Regions from separate parts of the Mus musculus genome. Here region 2 is linked to region 1. A link is a contact called in public Micro-C data. All regions are on one chromosome and are shown on one strand. Each heading gives the region's core, a stretch centred on a gene start, on an enhancer-like site or on the middle of the called end of the contact. The rest is flanking DNA. Distances are from core to core; before and after follow the strand shown. Region 1 overlaps Syne2 (spectrin repeat containing, nuclear envelope 2). Region 2 has its middle 14 kb from the start of Esr2.

Evidence for each region. Hi-C and Micro-C count contacts between places; a contact is called where the count stands out from the background.
Region 2: a Micro-C map of the G1E-ER4 cell line shows a contact between it and region 1, with 4 times the contacts expected there. The contact joins two enhancer-like sites. A contact is called at or near these places in 13 of 39 promoter capture datasets (the 3T3-L1 cell line, the HPC-7 cell line, HPC-7-derived erythroid cells and 8 more), 9 of 15 datasets of contacts at CTCF or cohesin (the G1E-ER4 cell line, the NIH/3T3 cell line, embryonic stem cells and 4 more), 155 of 484 Hi-C or Micro-C datasets (the 3T3-L1 cell line, 3T3-L1-derived adipocytes, the AML12 cell line and 82 more), 22 of 115 datasets of contacts at active chromatin or transcription factors (DN3 thymocytes, the NIH/3T3 cell line, PVALB interneurons and 15 more) and 3 of 9 other capture datasets (adipose tissue, embryonic stem cells and pancreatic islet).

What each region holds. Positions count from the first base shown.
Region 1 is chr12:76,012,029-76,015,605 of GRCm38.p6, reverse strand. Syne2 (spectrin repeat containing, nuclear envelope 2) reads right to left here. Exons shown (of 116, transcript NM_001005510.2): 66 at 1-124. Among named protein-coding and RNA genes, the nearest start is that of Mir5101, 100 kb to the right of the region's middle. Within about 2 kb of position 1,930, at least 22 of the 459 cell types and tissues checked have an H3K27ac peak or open chromatin away from gene starts, as enhancers often do. A contact at or near this core is called in the G1E-ER4 cell line, where this site is marked.
Region 2 is chr12:76,189,570-76,192,868 of GRCm38.p6, reverse strand. No RefSeq gene overlaps it. Among named protein-coding and RNA genes, the nearest start is that of Esr2, 14 kb to the right of the region's middle. Within about 2 kb of position 1,753, at least 3 of the 459 cell types and tissues checked have an H3K27ac peak or open chromatin away from gene starts, as enhancers often do. A contact at or near this core is called in the G1E-ER4 cell line, where this site is marked.

The sequences.
Region 1 (3,577 bases), core at 681-3,180:
CTTGGGTCTTGCAGACACGGAGGATGTCTGCAGGCCGAGGCCTACTTCTCTCCACGGTGGACTCAAAAGCTCCTTGTTCTCTAGGAAAGTCCAGGAGTGCAGCTTCAATGGGGGGTGTGGCACCCTAAAATGAAGCCAAAGATAGTCCAGCAGTGAGAAGGCAGGAATCCAAGGCTTTTCCACCCGGGGCTTGGAAAGACCCGAGAACCTGCCTCCCCCTCTCCCCCTCCTCCCCGGTGAAAAGAAACAAAGTAAGGACAGAAGGAGGAAGAAAAGAAAAAAGAAAAATGCACCTCCACGCTCATAGCAACGGCCACGTGACCCGGTGGCATGGGTTTCCAGGCAGCCGACCTGCATGTACACAGGTACAGTGTTCCCGGGCCCAGAGGCGGAGAGTGGCGATCCCCGGGAGACAGGTGAGGGAGAGAGAGCGTATGAGGGTGTGTATCCCAAACACTTCAGGGAGCTGGCCAGTGCTTAAAGTGGCATGACACATGATGATTAAGCAAGGCATTACACGGCTGTGCACCCAACAACCAAAACTAAAACCGAGTCAGAAAAATGGCCTCTTCATGCTGGCAGGGCTTAACAATATGCTGGAATCTGCCGCCCGATTGTAACATCTTCCCAAGTAGCAAGATTGCACTTTAGTTTCTCTTTACCCATCTAAATTCTCTGTTAAAAACAGGTTGGGGCAAGTAATGAACTTCCTGGAGCAATAAAGAATGTTTTCTCCATTCCCCGAGAGGGGGGAAAAATCCCTAAACTGGCTTTTGCTTTTTCAGAAGTGGAGTTAAGAACCGACTGCTTTGGTGTGAAGTTTGAATTAAGTGTGACATATTTTCAATGTATTGAGGCAACTAGATATCTTACCAATACAAAAGCAAACTTTCTCCCAGAGAGAAGATGCAACTGAACTATTCCACACTTACGGATTTATTTGTTTCAACATGGAGGTAGGGATTGGTTTTAACGTGATAGTCTTGCCTGACACTATAGGACCCGCCCTCTCCCAGGATATGCAGAGAGGACACTGTCTCTTCTGGAAAATCCCTTCAGACATAGGGCTTAGCATTCTGATCTGTACAAATACTGGTCTCCATGTGCGAATTAGAATTAAAATGAATTCCAACATTTCCCACTTTAAGATTGTGCGCAAACTTGTTAACAAAGCACGGTTGAGACAAACAACACGCTTCTAACAGGAGTTGCTTACAAACATACATCCTACCTCAAAAAATATAACCTCCGAGGGGTTAGATTCTTCCTGACTACCTACTACTTTACATGTCTGCTCTTTTCCAGTAAAAGGCTATTTCTTAGGCTTGGGTATCCTCAATGGGAGGATATTTGCCTGGTTGGGTAAGAGGCCCTGAGTTTGATCCTAGCATCCCCAAGCCCCAAAAGCAATAATGACAACCCAACAAACAAAACCAACAAACTGTCTGCCCTCATCCACCCAATTTTATAGTTTTCTTCAAGGCTGGCATTCTCTGCTCCCCCAGTGTTTTCCCTGAGCCTCACACACCGCTCCGCCCACCCTGGCTCCACAGGTCTCAGTGGTCACTGTTAAGGTAAACAGTCATTGGGACTACTGTCAGGCATTGATTTCTAGCCTGACTAGTTATATAAATAAGTGATTAGCTATTTCCAAGTTTTGGATATGACTATACCTTAGTAGCAAAGATTGTGTGGCCTTTTTTTCTGTTATCTGACATCATCAGTTATAATAGTAAGTGGTTAATCTGTAATAACTAATTTATCACCTGTCTTAATTTATTCTAGATTTTTATTTGACTACCTCTGGCAGGTCATGTACATATAGTTTTAAGTGCCAGTACTTAGCCATTCTGCTTTCTTACTACCACACTTCAGGAGGAAATGAGCAAGCTGGGTGACTAATCCGCCCTTTATTTAAACCTGAAAAGAATCCAAAGGGGGTGGGGGTGGAGGAAAAAACAATTATGTGCAACCTTAGAAGAGCTCAAAGTGGCCTCAGGATGCCCAGGATTCTCGGGGTGTACAGCTCGCTCCCCACCCTACTTTTTTTTTTTGGCAGTTCCGCACTCCAGAGACAGGAGTCAGTTCTAGCTTCCCATGCCACCAAAGTGCATTAGGCCTGGACATAGGCTATTAGCACAGGGGCTCCGGCTCTGTGATCTTTAAATCAGGAGTTCCCAGTAACTTCCTAAACAACAACCCTGCTTATATAGACCCTGCTTGCCCTAAATCCTGAGGGCAGAAATCATTTCAGTCCATGTTTTACAAACTGCAGATTTTGTGTGTGTGGGTGTGGGTGGGTGGTGGTGGTTTAAAAAGTGTTACCACGAGCCAGGTGTGGTGGCACACCCCTTTAATCCCAGCACTCGGGAGGCAGAGGCAGGCGGATTTCTGAGTTTGAGGCCAGCCTGGTCTATAAAGTGAGTTCCAGGACAGCCAGGGCTACACAGAGAAACCCTGTCTCGAAAAACCAAAAAAAAAAAAAAAAAAAAAAAGGGGTGTTACCACAAGTGTTTGCTGCTACATAAAAATCTGTCTGGTCTCTCATAAGGAAACTAAAGATTCTATCTTTTATTGATATTACTTATCCTTGATGACTGCTGTGCCATGCTTGGCGTAATACAAGACCAGTTCCTCACCACAACCTCTCTAGCCCCCATGTACAGATGTGCAAACTCAGGCGTAGCTTTGAGAGCCTGTTCAAACTGCTGAAGCCAATGCTGGTAAGTAGAACCCTAACTCGGTCCCTTATTTTACTAAGGTTTGCCATCTATAAATCCATATTTTCCCAGCCTCACAAACTCTCTGGCATCCATGTTAGACATCTGCTTTCGCGTGTCACTGATCTAAAAGAAAACCCCGGCTTCTTGAACTATAGTTGTTGTGACCCTCGATGAAGTCCCAGAGCTGAACGTCCACGTTAAGAAAAACCCTCCAACAGTAAAAGGTTTCTAAACATAAAACTACCAAAAAAAGAAAAAAAAAATCAAACACAGAACAACAAAAAAAATCAAACATAAAATGAGGCCGGGGGATGACTCGGTGGGTAAAGATGCTTGCCTCACAAGCATGAGGACCTGGGTCTGACCCCCAAGATCCACATAAAAAGCTGCATGCAGCAGTGTGGATATGTAATCCCAGCACACTAGGGAGAGCCGGCAGGCAGGACAGGACTGCCAGGAAGCTAGGCTGGAGTGGGCAGCAGAGCAGCAGATGCAAGAGACTAGCTTCAACAATGCAGACGCTGGGCAACTCCTGGCAGAGAATGTCTCTGTACTTCTCAGTAAACTTCAATCCCTTGGCTTTAAACAAACAAGAACAAACAAACGAGGAAGGCAGGAACCAAGTCTCAGAAACTGCCCTGTTGTTTCCACGTATGCGCCTTGGAATGCATGTTGCCCATGCATTGCAGTACATGGTTCAGATGCCTTGGATCTGAACACGCAACGTGCACTTTCTAATGTGCATGTCTGCACCATACGGAACAGCAACATATGCTCTTAAAACACCCAGATTCAATACCACAGAATGATATAAAGTCCTTATTTTTACTGTACAACCGACTTTTTCTGATCTT
Region 2 (3,299 bases), core at 504-3,003, 180 kb before region 1:
GCAGGCCTCTTCTCTTCTCTCTCTGCACTTGCGCGTGCCTGTTTCTTTCTCTCTCCCTCCCCTACTCCCCCTTTTCTACCTGGCGACTTGGGGCCAGTGAACTCACCCACTGAGAGCAGCTTCCCAATAAGCCTGTCCTTTTTTTTTTTTTTTTTTTAAGGGCCCATGACACTTTCTTTTTTTTTTTTTTTTAAATTAGGTATTTTCCTCATTTACATTTCCAATGCTATCCCAAAAGTCCCCCATACCCTCCCCCCAACTCCCCTACCCACCCATTCCCACTTTTTGGCCCTGGCATTCCCCTGTACTGGGGCATATAAAGTTTGCATGACCAATGGGCCTTTTTTTTCCAGTGATGGCCGACTAGGCCATCTTTTGATACATATGCAGCTAGAGTCAAGAGCTCCGGGGTACTGGTTAGTTCATATTGTTGTTCCACCTATAGGGTTGCAGTTCCCTTTAGCTCCTTGGGTACTTTCTCTAGCTCCTCCATTGGGGGCCGTGTGACCCATCCAATAGCTGACTGTGAGCATCCACTTCTGTGTTTGCTAGGCCCTGGCATAGTCTCACAAGAGACAGCTATATCAGGGTCCTTTCAGCAAAATCTTGCTAGTGTATGCAATGGTGTCAGGGTTTGGAGGCTGATTATGGGATGGATCCCTGGATATGGCAATCACTAGATGGTCCATCCTTTCGTCACAGCTCCAAACTTTGTCTCTGTAACTCCTTCCGTGGGTGTTTTGTTCCCAATTCTAAGAAGGGGCAAAGTGTCCACACGTTGGTCTTCGTTCTTCTTGAGTTTCATGTGTTTCGCAAATTGTATCTTATATCTTGGGTATCCTAAGTTTCTGGGCTAATATCCACTTATCAGTGAGAACATACCATGTGAGTTCTTTTGTGATTGGGTCACCTCACTCAGGATGATGCCCTCCAGGTCCAACCATTTAAGCCTGTCTTTAATATAATCTGAGAGAGAGAGAGAAAGAGGGAGAGAGAGAGAGAGAGAGGAGAGAAGAAAAGAAAAGAAAAGAAAAGAAAAGAAAAGAAAAGAAAAGAAAAGAAAAGAAAAAGGAAATAAGCAGGCAAAGAAAACCTCTTTAAAGGCCATTCTCTGGTTTCTTCCAGTATTGTCAACTGCGGAGGCAGGAGGCAGGCAGAAGTGGCAAGTGGCGTCATTCTAGTGTTCGGACCCTCTAGGCTGGGGTTTTATGACCCTTAGCTCTACAGGGTTTCAGATCCTCCTTCCTCTTCAGAGTTTTGTAGCTCTCTGCCTGGGCTCTGAGACTCATTTGTGGCCCTGAAGGCTTGCCTTAGTTGTCTATGCTTTCACGGCTAGCTGCTTATGCCTTTACAGCTCAGCCGTTGCTGGGAGGACTTGAATGTAAGTCACTCTGCCTAACTACCTTGAGTTCTTTTTGAACTGCTCTTAGAGATTAATGAGAAAAGTTACTTTTTTTTTTCAACAAGTCACACTAATTCCAAAGAGATTTAAACCAATAGCTACTCGAACTGGGGCATGGTGGCACACATGTTTAATCATAGCACTCGGGAGGCAGAGGCGGGCAGATCCCCGTGAGTTCGAGGCCGGCCTCACCTACACTGCAAGTTCCAGTCCAGCCAGAGCTTCTATGTGAGACCTTGTCTTAAAAAAGAATCTAGCTAGTCATGTTCTTTCCCATCCACTAGAGGGAGACATGAGTCTGCTTTGTAATGCTTGCCGAGGTTCTAAGTAGAAAGAGCTGAGTCAACTCTACAGCAGCTGGTCCTCTTGTAGACTGTAAGGCCCGGTCCTGAGGTCTCACATAGTAAAGAATATTAAATGTGGCCGGGTGTGGTGGCACACGCCTTTAATCCCAGCACTTGGGAGGCAGAGGCAGGCGAATTTCTGAGTTCGAGGCCAGCCTGGTCTACAGAGTGAGTTCCAGGACAGCCAGGGCTACACAGAAAAACACTGTCTTGGTAAGAAAAAAAAAAAAGAAAAAAAAAATTAAATGTGGAAGGGGAACACACATCAGTACTAGAGAGTGAGCCTGCTACTAAACTCCAGTTCCATGGCTCACCTGTGCTAGGAAACCATCTCTCTCTCTCTCTCTCTCTCTCTCTCTCTCATTCAAAGAGTAATTAAACAGTTTTTAATGTTATTTTTATTGTTTTTTTAAATGTGTATGGGTGTTTTATCTGCATGTATCCCTGTGCACCACTTGCATGCCTTATGCCCATGGAAATCAGAAGTGGGCATTGGATCCCCTGGAATGGGAAGTTCAAGACCAGCCTTGGGCAGCTTAGCAAGCCCTTTCCATCAAAATAAAAAGTGAGGCTGGAAGATGGCTCAGTGGGTAAGACTAAACACCTGAATTATAATCTCTAGCATCTGCATTAAAAAACTGAGCATGGCTGTGTATGCCTGTAATCCCAGCATCGGGAGGCAGACCTTGAGAACCTGTTGGCCAGCCACTAGACTAAACAGTGAGCCCCTGCTCCAGTGAGAGACCCTGGCTCAAGTGACAGAGGAAGAGAGGTGACATCCTGCTTCAGCTCTGACACTCATGCACAGATATGTGTACTTGCAGACTCAGGTGCTTGCAACACACACACACACACTCACACTCACACACACACACACACACTCGCACACACACTCACACACACACACACTCACACACACTCACACACACACACACACTCACACACACACACTCACACACACACTCACACTCTCACACAAACTCACACACACACTCACACACTCACACTCACACACACACTCACACACACTCACACACACACTCACACACACACTCACACACTCACTCACACACACTCACACACACACTCACATACACACACACTCACACTCACACACACACACACTCGCACACACACTCACACACACACTCACACACACACACACTCACACACACACACACTCACACACACACTCACACTCACACACACTCACACACACTCACACACACACTCACACACTCACACTTACACACACACTCACACACACACTCACACACTCACTCACACACACACTCACACACACTCACATACACACACACTCACACACACACACACTCACACACACACACTCACACTCACACACACTCACACACACACTCACACACACACTCACACTCACACACACACTCACACACACTCACACACACACACTCACACACACACTCACATACACACACTCACATACACACTCACTCACACTCACACACACTCACACACACTCACACACACACACTCACACTCACACACACACTCACACACACACTCACTCACAC